Regions from separate parts of the Mus musculus genome. Here region 1 is linked to region 2. A link is a contact called in public HiCAR-type data. All regions are on one chromosome and are shown on one strand. Each heading gives the region's core, a stretch centred on a gene start, on an enhancer-like site or on the middle of the called end of the contact. The rest is flanking DNA. Distances are from core to core; before and after follow the strand shown.

What was found. HiCAR-type assays count read pairs that join an accessible place to other places.
Region 1: a contact with region 2 is called in a HiCAR-type map of astrocytes, with 4 times the contacts expected there. The contact joins two enhancer-like sites. A contact is called at or near these places in 2 of 115 datasets of contacts at active chromatin or transcription factors (astrocytes and embryonic stem cells) and 1 of 9 other capture datasets (embryonic stem cells).

What each region holds. Positions count from the first base shown.
Region 1 is chr6:34,149,672-34,156,215 of GRCm38.p6, reverse strand. Slc35b4 (solute carrier family 35, member B4) reads left to right here. Exons shown (of 10, transcript NM_021435.3): 10 at 1-337. Among named protein-coding and RNA genes, the nearest start is that of Gm13855, 24 kb to the left of the region's middle. Within about 2 kb of position 1,790, at least 87 of the 459 cell types and tissues checked have an H3K27ac peak or open chromatin away from gene starts, as enhancers often do. A contact at or near this core is called in astrocytes, where this site is marked.
Region 2 is chr6:33,293,085-33,299,199 of GRCm38.p6, reverse strand. Exoc4 (exocyst complex component 4) reads right to left here. Exons shown (of 18, transcript NM_009148.4): 4 at 2,283-2,467. Among named protein-coding and RNA genes, the nearest start is that of Exoc4, 47 kb to the right of the region's middle. Within about 2 kb of position 4,364, at least 15 of the 459 cell types and tissues checked have an H3K27ac peak or open chromatin away from gene starts, as enhancers often do. A contact at or near this core is called in astrocytes, where this site is marked.

The DNA of each region.
Region 1 (6,544 bases), core at 541-3,040, 860 kb before region 2:
GTTACAGTTTTGTAAAATTGCCCTTCTAAAGGTTCTGTTTTCCTTCTCATTGTGTATGCTTGTTGCACAGGGCCCTGTGGTTGGACACTTCCCTGCAGTTGAGTACTTCCCCCAAGCTCTCCTCTCCCCGTGTTAGGTCCTGCTGTTCCCCTGAACAGTTTTGCCTTCTACCTTCAGATCGCATACACACCGTGGTTTCATGTCTCTCTACAAAGCTCAGGAGCTACAAATAAGAGCACACATATGCTGTTTGTCCTCCCTACACCAGCTAACCCCTTAATAGGACCATCTCTGGATACATCCATAAAATCACTCTTTATAAAAGTCATTTCTCTTTGCCATTTGTTTGTTTGTTTGTTTGTTTGTTTAGCATGTGGACTGTAAAGGTTTTAAAAGGGCAAATAAGCCATTTTACCAAGGACCAGGCTCCATGGAATGTAGAGAACTGCCTATTAAACACCTTTGTTCAGAGACAGAGCATATCGTTTGTCTCAAAATAGAGCTTAAGACATGTAAAACTCTAGAGCAAAAGCCAAATAGCAAAGGCCTCTAGCCGGGAAATGTAGTGTGTCTGCGGCCGCACGGCAGCATGACTCGTGTATGAGGTGGCAGGACAGGGGTGGACGCTTGGGTTATACTTACTATCTCACAACCTGCTGTTGCCGACGCCGTCTTTATCACTTTCACTAGAAACATGTTTTCAGTTCTTAAACTTTTTTCTCGCAGTGCCGAGGATCAGACCTAGGGCCCCATAGATAGTGTGGATTCTTTTGTTTTCTTTTCACCCAATACACTAGGTAGACTTACAGTTGATTTTATGAGGTTGGTTCTGCATATCCTTTCCCCTTCTTCCTGCCCAGCTGACCAAAGTCCAGCACTCAGTTCTCTGCCAGGGTGGTTGGTGCTGCCTGTGGCTGCCCTCTTCTGTTCTGGGAGGAACACATGGTAGTTCTGAGGGGTCTCAGCCTGCAGTCATTTCCCGGGCCCGCTTTCCTCCATGCTGGGGTCCGCTTTTGGATTTTGTGCCTTTGCTCTTCCTGACCCCTGGGTTCCTGACTGCACCTGCATCCCCTTGGGCAGTTGAGTCCCTGGGGCTTGTGGTAATTTTCAGGAGTTTTCTAGGGTATTTATATCCATCTAGAATGCCTTGTCTAGTGTTTCTGTAAGCATCGCTAGTAAGAGTGCAGTGTATGGGAAGCACTCGGCAGAGAGCTTGCATGGAAGCTTTATCTGAACCGACTGCGTATTCTTGTCCAGCTCAGCCCAGGAGCAGAGAACCACTGCTACATGTCCCTTCTAGTTGGGCTCTTTTTAGCCTAAAGTCGGGGAAGGGGAATGGAGTCAGTATCTGAGCAGATAGCGTACTTAGAGGAAAAAGCGTGTGTTAAAGATCTGACACCCAGATCTTCTCTTTGGCTAGCGGCAGATAGAATTAGGAGGAACTCCTGCTACATAAACAAAGTGCTTTGGGCTTTCCGCTGAGAGTTATTGACTGCATCTTGTCTGTGGCACTTGAAGCTGACATTGACAGAATATAGAGAAAATGTGCTCATTACTACCAGTGTAGTGTTTGGAAATAAGTATTTACAGTATTTAAGCACTGGAATATGTTTGCTATGACCAGAGCTGGGATTGGAGGCTGGCCCTTCTCAATTTTATTGTATATTCTTTTTTTTTTTTTAGAAGTTTCCTCACTGTAGACATTCCAGGAATGGAAGAGGCCGGGAGCATGCATAATTCATTTCTGAACTGCCAGCTCCTGGCAAAGTGTCTGACGTGTGTTACATGAGAAAGTAAATGCTTGCCAAGGCCTCTTCCTCCCTCTCCATAATGGTTCCTTACAGCCAAGGAAGGGAACAGCCCAGTGGCTCCAAAGAAGAAAAAGAGTGGGGAGCAGTTATTGGGAGAGGTCCAGAGAATGCTACCCAGCTTTTTGCTCTCTTGATGCGTGGTGGTAGGGAAGAGGGAAGAGGCTTGTGTGCATATTACCATGTACAGTTGATGTTCAGGAAGAAACTCACCAGATTGTTAGAGTCCTAAGGGTTTTTGAAGTGGCTGCTTGGTGACCAGCACCCTGCAGTCAGTATTACTGCTGTCTGGAGAGCTGTGTATCTTGGTCTTCTCTGAGTATCACAAACTTCTTCCCCTGAGCTTTGCCTACGGAAATTACCACCATGAGGCAAGCAGCAAAAGAGCCACAGGCAGAAAAGGCCTGGTCTGCATCCAGACACCGCCCATATTTGAGGGGGGGGGCGTGTAATGATGCCTTTGACAGACGAGTTATTTTACATCTTTTCTGGTGGAAGGTAGACTCCTCAGGCAAAGTGGGAGGCAGTGGTTATCCCCCAGCAACACAAGAAAGCCTTTGTGCTTTGCTCGCAATTGCGAGCATTTCCGAGCTGTTTGCTTTCTTTCCAGAGAATGGCCTCAGCTTCCCAAGAAGGATGATTTGAAAAGTAGCAAATTATGGTGGTGAGGATTTTATTCATCCAGACTCGGAACGCTTCATTGAGTAGTACATTTTAAGAACAAAGATCAGAGCTGGAGGGAGCACAGAGCAGCCGTGTGTGTAGAACAGCCCAAAGACATTAGTGAGCATTCAGACTTTGAGCTGTGTAAATATCAGACCTCACTCCCAGCCATAGGAGCTATTTGAGCAGTTAAGGAGGGAAGGGAGGCTCTTTGAATAGAACGTTTTGCCAAACTGAATGTGCCCTTTTTACTGTCATTTCTTGTAAAGAGCCATTTTTCACCTCTGAAAAAAACTCATAAGACATCTGGTTTTTATCTTTAATTTGCAATCGTTGTTTCTTAATAAAAGTGATAAATCCCTGCAGGTGTGTCCAATCACCATTGCCTTCAGGGCTCGTGTGTGGTTTCAAGAGCTCTCTTGTTTTTACCTTGTACATGGTGGCGGCGGGATGCTTCGCTGTGGACCATTGTCAGCAGCCTGTCTTCCTGATGCTTCGCAGCTGGATCAGTAAGAGGCCCCTCCCCAGGCTACTGCCTGCTTCTGCTTCACAAAAGTAAAGTAGATTGGTCTGCCATTGGAGTTCTAGAAGGTTGCGGCAGTGTCTGCAGCGAATCTCTCCAGTATATTGACTTTTATAATAGTCAGTGTGATTAGCCCCCTTTCTCTACAGACTACACTACTTTTACATAAATCCTAGCACAGAAGTCGCACATGCTCCAAGCAGTGTGCCATTCAGTCTGCAGCCACCCACACGTGCAAACAAAAAACCTCCCCTTTTAACAGTTTTAATAGACTTTTTTTCAGGCTGAGCTGGGTGTTTTAAGTAGACCCACAGTTTTGAGCTGGAATGGCCTCTGAAAGCCCGGTATGCTGAAGCCCAAAGGGGTTAATGCGTGTTGAACTCCAGAATGTTCTGAACTGCCAGCCTGAGAAGAGAGACTTCTTAAGATGGTAAATTATGGTTTAGTTCAACTCGTGAGCAACCTGCGTGTTTCCATGAGCAGGGCGCTCTTTTACACAGTGCCCTGTACTTCTGATACCAGCAGCAAAACCCAGTTGTACACACCATGCTCCAGATGCCACTCTAGAAGAGCAACCAGCACTTAGGGAGATGTCACGAGGATCCATTTCCTTTGACCCCTTTCTTAAATGAAACAGTCAAGCACTATCAAAGACTGGTGCATACCACTTGTTTTTCTGTTGTCAAAAAGTCTGTTTCCCAGGAGAAACAAACACGTGGGCATGTGGGTTTGTCAACAGCCAAAGCTTTTAGTGATGTTCTTTATCTTCAAATTAATATAGTCACCTCATCATTAAAATGAAGTTATTTTAACACATGATTGTTTCTTAATCAGCACTTTAAGGATCTAGCATATGGATGACTCGGCAGCCCAAATGCGTCCTGAATCCAAGTAAATCTTATGATGATAAGCACTAGAATTTATTACAATGAATGAAGTTGATTGCATGAACAACACATCCGTGTGGGTTTCCCCGAGTCTCTTAACATTTGATTCATGTAATTAAATAATAATATTCTCAATGGAAACCAACTGTGAGGGAAATTCGTTTTGTTTTACTAACTAGGAAACTGAGGCGTGGAAGAACTACCTAGCATACGTACATAGCTCAGTTGCTCATATGTTGTTGGAGCTGAGTTTTGAGCTGTTAGACCCCGGAGTCTGAGCTCTAAGGATTGTCCCATGCTATCTCCCAAGGCAAGACTTCGATTTCGATCTACTCACTGGCTTAGGTCTCCATATGCTAAATGCCATCAATGAGCCTCGACTCTGTGTTCTTAGCATGTTAGTTGTTAAGGCCTAGATGGAATGTTAAGGCCTAGGCAACTGTTACCTGGCTAGCCTACCATTTTGTGCTGTTATTAATATTATAAGGAAACTTTCTCACATTGTTTCTGCTAGTTACTAGGAAACGTCCTCATGCCCATGTTGATTACATATTCTGTTATACTCTGTGTCCTTGGAAACTGATCACAATAGAAGGCAGTAGAACTCTTTGAATAGTTACGTACAGTAAGCTTAGACCCCCAACATAAGAGAGACACCTTCACTAACATAGGAAGCTATTTGGAATAAGACTTCCATTTTGAGTAGGGGGTCCAGTAAAATTTAATTTCCCAAGACCAGCCTGGGAACCGATATCCTGGCTGGCAAGTTAAGACACGAATGTTAGACAAGTCCCATCCCGGTTGACAAGACATGAGTGTGTTAGACAAAGCAAGTCCCCTGCCACAGTTGAATACCCCAACCAATGGGAGCAGGATAAATGTACAACAAAGACATGTTCCCAAGGAAACCCCCACCCCTAAATCCTGACTGGTGGAATAACTTGGCACAGACGTTTGTGTATTTCAGGCTTAAAAGCCCCGTAGCACTGAGCTTGACTCAGTGTCATGGTTCAACTTCCAAGTCCGGAACATGGCCCTGATCCATTGGTCTTGGGGTGTGGCATTCAATAAACCATCCCTATTTGGCTGAGATTGGTATTTGTGTGGTCTATACAGTGAGTCCCAGACCTCAACATTAGTTTTGCTTCGATTCATATTCTGTTCTCTCAGAGCTTGAATCCTGTTCTCCAGAACAAACAAGAAAATAACACCTCAAAAATCTGGTTACAAGACATACCGGTTCCTCGGTGTTTACACCAGGGTTTACCCATCTTCCCTAGTGCTCAAGTCTGTAACATTAGCCAACAACCATCAGATGTGGAGCAGAGCATAAGTCACAGCTTTTACAATGATTTGCTTAAGTCTCTGTAGTTTACAGGATGTTTAACGCGTGCGTTAACTGTTCTTTTCATTCCTCCAAGTTCTGTTCCAGAAAGCATTTTAATTGGGTTATCTCATCTACCTGGCTGAATGCCATCTCTGATTTATACTTCGATAACAAATCTTCAGCCATTCCGCAAGGATCATTGCAAGAGTTTTCAGTTTCCATGATTCAGATTCTTTGCACTGATGAAGTTAAATCCATTATCCATTACCCACTAGGTTGCTTCATGCCCTCCATTTAAACAGGAGTTAGTGTTAGATTATTGCTCAGTCCTGGCTCTAGAACACATTCACCTCTGCAGATGCAATTGCAGATGCAATTCTGTCAGGAAATGAAAACTGTCACCCCTTTTGTAAAAAAAATGCATCAGGCTTATGTTTTGAGCTGCATGGAACAGGAACCCCAGTTTAGTCCTCTAACCTAGTTTATTCTTTACAGGGATGGGGTACTGGCTGCTTTTGTTTGTCAACCTGGCACATGCTAGAATCATAAGAGGTAGGAGCCTCAGTTGAGGAAATGCCTCCATGAGATCCAGCTATAAGGCATTTTCTCAGTTAGTGACCAATGGGGGAGGGCCTAGACCACTATGGGTGGTGTATCTCTGGTCAAGTGGTCCTCGGTTCTATAAGAAAGCAGGCTGAACAAGTCAGGAAGCAAGCCAAAAAGCAGCATCCATCTATAGCCTCTGCATCAGCTCCTGCCTCTCGGATCCTGCCCTGTTTGAGTTCCTGTCCTGACTTCCCATGGTGATGAACAATGTGGAAGTGTAAGATGAATAAACCTTTTCCTCCCCAACTTGTTTTTTTGGGCATGATGTTTCACCACAGCAATAGAAACCCTCACTGAGACAGATGGGCGGGTGGGGCTGGTACAATCACTCCAGGAAGTTGTTGAAGAAAATGACAGAACTTGCTATACAAATGGCACACCTGCAGAAGGTGTACTCACTGCAAAAACCAGAGGGCAGTTGAACAGCTTCTGCTGATGGTGCACTTACTGCACACTCCTTTGATGTTTTTATTGCCAACCTGCTCCTTAGGTGTCACATGGGTCTTGATCTTGTAGAGTGACCCAACCCTTCAGTCTTGAAGAATCTGACCTTGCTCCTGCTTGTAGCAGAGGAGTCTCCATTAGCTTTTAGTTCTAGGCATGGAAGTATTATGAAGTTTCCTGAAGAATATCTCCAGTTTCAAATATTCCTATCCTCATGATGCAACAGGGAACCAGCTTTCCTCTAACTGCTGCCTCAATTTCTGCAGCAACTATCATAATCCTTTCC
Region 2 (6,115 bases), core at 3,115-5,614:
TCTCTTTTATTATTCTGAGGAGTAGTTTCACACTTTAGAAAGTGAACCTTACTACATATTTTTTAAGTCTATGTTTTAACTTTTGTTCCACTTTACTATAAATGTTTTCAGTTTTGAAATAGATAAATTATTTAACATTATTATTTATGAATTGTCTGATTGCTTAGAAAAGCCTGCTCCACACATACTCTTGTCTGTTAATGCCTACCACGTTTTATCAGATAATTTTTATATCTGGCTAGAACACTTTGTATGTAAAAGAAAGATATCTAAATTTATTTCTGTGAATTGTAAGCTTGGTTTCAGAACTCTACTTTGTCCTGGCAATGTCTCTACTTGCACTCTGTGTTCTGCTTTGAGTAGCATTATAATATACATGAATGTCACATGAAGAATACCTCCCTCAGAACTTCCTTTCTTCATTTTCTTTACAATTGTTACATACTTTTTCTTCTTAGTAGACTTCAGATGTGACGGCATCAAACATGTTAACTGGATTTAAATGGATCAGGCATCTGTGTGCTGTGAGACTGCCAGTCTTCCCATTTGTCCATTTCTTCAGAATCCACCTTTTACTATGTCTTCCTGCTCTCCCTCCCTCCCTCCCTCCCTTTCTCCCTTCTTTTCTTTCTTCTGCCTTCCCACCAGAGATCTTTATTTATTCCATTTTATTCTATGTATATGTAGAATGTACACATCCATGTATGCAAGGATGTGTGCACAGACACATGGAGACCAGAGGTTGATGTCAAATGTCTTCCTCAATTGCTTCTCTGCCCTCTATTATTTGAAATAAGATCTCTCATGGAACAGAAAGATCACGCTTTGGCTATGTTGACTAGCCAGCAAATTCCTGATATGTTTGCCTCTGTCCCAAATGCTGGGGCTACAGACATGCACACCTAAGTCTGGTTTTTATAAGGATGCTGGGGATTTCAACTTGGGTCCTCTCACTCTTATAGCAAATGTTCTGAGTAACTAAGCTATCTTCCTAACTACAATTTTGTTGTTTGTTTTGTTTTGTTTTGTTTTTTCAGACAGTGTTTTCAGTCTTTAGCTAGTTTAGAATTTATTATATAACCAACCAGTCTGCAGCCCATTCAAAAATTTCAGTCCTTTATACATGGTATCAAAGTAGAAATGGTGATACTAAAATGGAAATGTTTCAGTGGAGATAGGGATGGAGATGAAGGGTGGGAGGAGAGTTAACAAAATGAGGGATGTATGATAAAAGTCACAGAACTCTTATTTTATAAGATAATTTTAAAATATAAGAAAAAACAGGAATGTCCATGAGCATTCTAACTACAATTTCTGAACCTCTGATCATTCTGTTCACACTGTCGCCAGGAGAATACACTACTCAAGAGGTAACTGACAGTAACTCATTCACATCTATTCCTGAAGTAACTCTGGAGTCCAAAACTCAGTAGCTCCATCTATGGGCCTAGCAGTTTGTCTACTACCCATCTGCTAAACAGAAGTAGACCTTTCCCTTTCAATGTCCAGTCTCTGGTTACACAGAAGCACCACCTAGCACAGGACACCACCCAGCATGCACCACTTCCCGTGCTCGCCTAGTATACAGCTGGATAAGAAGGCATAAATGTGAATATTTCAGTAGACAGTGCATGACAGACCTTCGGAAAAGTTCTTACATTCTCTCTAGGAATATAAGAAGGACGGCCATTGTGTGCAGCAATCACATAACTGCAATGATCGACCATCTTAAGCCCTAGCCTGACTCCACTCCATATTTACACTAACGTAACGGTCTTCCTGAGCCTACCTGGACTGTAAAACATAGGGCTGTGCTACAAGTCAAGGATTCAAAGCCAAGTTTCTTCCTTAAACTTCTCTTGAGCTCCTCCAGAACAAATCAGCTAAAGCTGAGAAGACCCTACTAAATCTTCAACTTCAGTTCGTAGATCTCAGTATTTCAAACATTGATGACTTCACAGTTTAACTGAAGTTCTTTCTCAGTTCCTTCTGAGAGCACAAGAATGTCTCTGATCCATAAGGAACAACAGGCCCACAGGACATGTTCTTACATATCCTTATATAAGAGGACCAGAACAATACACAATGAATGAATGAACAAACTGATGTTACCCTCTCTGAATATGGCATATTTTCTATTATAAAACCTTCTATGAGTTTGAAGACAGTATATATATTACAGGGTAAGGAAAATGAATCACAGTATTCTGGAATTCAGAGAATGTTACTCCAAATAATGTTACTGCCACAAGACATTGTAGTAGACGGGCCCCGTAACCAACCTCATCTTCCCCTTTTCCTTGTTACGCTGTACCACCCGGCTAGTGGATTTGATATACAGATGGCGGTGCAGTTCCTCTATGAGAACCAAGTGCAGGTTCATCTTCTTGCTGTGAAGTTCCAGCCTGAGATCACTGAGCCCTTCCACCTGGAGCAGTGGACCCTCCAGGGACTCCACTGCTGACACCTAGAAAGGACAAGAAAGCCAAATAAGTATATGTAAAGAGTCTTGCAGCCCCATAAAGAGAAAGAGTGGGTTTTACAGTACCATCTAAAAGGAGTGATGAGAACTGTGTGTGCAATATCAGACTACAGAGTATTGTGTGGACTAACCTAGTAAGGCCCTTAAGGATTTGCTAAGATAAATACAACAAAAGAGAAAAAGAAAAGAAAATCCTGACAAAGAAATGCATAAGGCACATAAAGCAACACAGCAAAGCCATAGGTGCTGTTTACTCCCCCACATACTGCGTGTCCAAAACACATGTAAAATAACTACATCCATTCATATTTTCACTAGAATCTCAATGCCTATGGCTGAGATCAACTTCTTCGAGGGTGGTATTTTGTTTTGTTTGGATTGTTTGGTTTGGTTTGTTTTGTTTTGTTTTGTTTTGTTTTGTTTTGTTTTTTGAGACAGGATCTAACTATGTGGCCCCAGGTAGCTTCAAACCCACACCCCTCTTGCCTCAGGCTTCCTAGCAATGAAACACCACACTAGCTTGAAACCAACTTCTTAATAAAAGTTTCTCCTTACAACTAAAATTAAAGCAAAGAATACTTTTTTAATAGCTTATTCTCGTGGTGAGCATAAGCCAGATAGCTCTGTTAGCTGAGGTCACGCATATACCTATAAAGAACCAGGCTGTCCTCATGTTCTCACATGCACAAGCATGTGGAAGTAAATGCACTTTTGCATGCATTCTACAGGTGAGAAGTAGCAATCATGACCTCTGAGGAGAACCTGATCCAATCTGATTGAAAAGGGGGGACAAAAATGGAGAACTGAAGGTACAGTACAAAGGAGATGCTCTGATGGCTGAGAGGTTTCAAAGCAGGAAGGACTGAATGAAAGAAATCGTAAAGGAATGCCTATAACAGAGAAAGGATGAAAGAGCCTCGGGATCTAAGCTGACTTTGAAACCCCAAGTGATAACTGCAGAGTGGGAAGGAGCACGTGAGGTGTGATCGCCTTCTTTGTGTAAGTACAATTAATTCTCTAGGTGCTAATGATCTTTTATATCTGGAAAGGAAAAAAGTGAAGAGTAGATTCTAAGTATTACTACTCAGGAGTGGGGGGGGGGGGGGTTAAAGAGGGGAACTTGAGGCTACACGGTGGAGGGGAAAGATGAGAAAGAAGAAAAGGAAGCCATAAGAAATCCTGATGAGAAATAAAGCTCACACGCTCTGAGGAATCCAGGTGTATGGCTATCGCCAGCTTGGGTTATGCTTCTTTCAGGCAGAGGTAGCTAAAGAAGTAATAACACCATTTACAACGGGGTGACCCCATTTAATCTGATTATAGAGACAAAATGACCCTCAACACTAAATCATTCACATAAAAGCAATAGTTAATGAAAGTCATGAAATGAGTCAGATGGTGGTAGCACTCACCTTTAATCCCAGTACCTGTGAGGCAGAGACAGGCGGATCTCTATGAGTTGGAGGCCAGCCTGGTCTACAAACCGAGGTCCAGGACATCCAGTGCTACACAGAGAATCCCTGTCTCAAACAGGAAAGTCATGGAATGCTTTGGTAATAAGAAGTACTAATCACAGATCTATAGCGGTCTAAGAAGACACCTGAAAGCTTCTAGACAATGAATACAGAAAGCTCTGTGGCTGTCAAATACAAACCAGCCCAAAACAACTTAAAAATAATAATAATAAAGTGTAATGGCTCACCCATAAACACATCACTTGTTTTGTGATGTGCTGCAATCAAATGTCAGCAGCAAATGAGTTTCCTTAAGTTTAAAGCAGGAAAGAATCAAAGAGTGGAAGATTGACAAGCCCTGGGCCAGCTCTGCCCTCTGAAGCCTGCCCAGACATTCTCACACTGACTTGCAACTGCCCCTGCTATGACAGCCCCTGGGTCCTGGGCAACCTGCCAGTAATTCCAAATGGAAAGGCAGACTCTTAAAATGACCAAAGTGTCCCCAAGGGAGGAAAAGCAACAACAAATTCATTTATACTCACGCCCTAAAATGGATTTTTTTAACTCAAGTCTCTAGTGAAGAAAAGAGGACGCATTAACCTTCAGTGACATCTAGGTCCAGAAAATAAAACATAATTTGGTAAACCACTGGCCCATCGTGTAGCCTTATCCCTCAAGGTAATTAAATCCAACCAAAATAGTTAAGCTTAAAAGCCACCCACTGCACAGCCACACTTGATTTGCTTGTAGGAATTCGCATGAAGAGATTTAATTCATACCCCAAACACAAACTCACATAACAATGACAGCTTCCAAAGCCCTTCAATCAAATAAATAAATAAATAAACTTCAGGTAAAAACAACACTATGCCTGGCAAACAGTATTCACAGAAATTATTTTTAACAGTACCTACTTATTCAATACAGCACTTGAGCAAGTGTTCTTCAGGACCCCACTGTAGTCATTTAAACAAGTTTTCTGACTATGTTCCCTTGAAACCAAATATAATTTGTATACACATGAACATACACACACAAGGGTAGTCCTAGAACTTCAAACTTTACAAATCTCAACCTAAAGAAGAATTGAGAACAGTGCCTGTGGTGACTTGAATAAGAATAGCCACACAGGCTCACAGGCTTCAGTGTCAAGGTCCAGCTTGTGGAACTGCTTAAGAAGGGTTGGTGAGTGTGGCCCTCTTGGAGGACGGTGTCACTGGAAGTGCACTTTAAGGTTTCAAAGGTCCATGCCAGGCTCTTTTTCATTCTCTCCCTACCTGCAACTTGCCAGTGGCCATGCATCCTGGTAAGTTAGGGTACTGTTGTGACAGGCCTGACCAAGCTGCTGTTTAGAATATGGAAGATTTGGGGACTTTGGATTAGAAAAAAAAAAGAATGCTGTAAGCAGGGCTTAATGAACGCCCTAGCAGAAACATGGAAGGCAGTAGTACTGAGAGCACTGTAGACTATGGAGGCCCAGCTCAAGAGGCTTCAGAGGAGAGGAATATTAGAGGCCAGTCTGTGATATTTTGACAAAGAACGTGGCTGCTTTTTGCCCTGTCCTTAAAATCTGCTGGAGACTAAATTGAAGAGTCTTAGATTGATTGCTTTGGCAGAAGAAATTTCAAGGTAGCATATACTGACTGTGGCGCATGGCTATTAGTGATCTCTCTTAATGCAAATACACAATGAAAAGTAGCAAGCGGGGTAAAGTGAAACATAAAATGCACAGTCTGAGGAAAAAGGGAGCAGCTGAAACAGAAGAGTGGTTTTTAAAAAGCCTGATACTAAATGAAGCCCAGAATGATCTCAGGGCAAGCCCAGACCTGCTTAATCCTGAAAGCTATTGATCTCCTAGGTCTAAGCAACAAGGAAAGTTTACTGCAAATGTTATTCAAGGAGGAGGCCAGAACTCCAGCCCCAGCAAGCAGAATTTGGCGGATTTGGTCAGGTGATTCTGGATTTAGAGTCAAGAGGATATAGGTTGTGTAATCTTCTACTCCAGTCAAGGAAAGCCACTAAGGCCAGACCTGTGACAAGGAATTCCTGCCTGAAGAAACTATTACTTGAAGCTGTGAAAGTGAAGTCTAGACTGCATAGGAGACCCAAGATGTTGGATGTGCCAAAGCTATGAGGTGGCTACCACGGAGAAACACAACAGGAAGTGAAACCAGCCCAG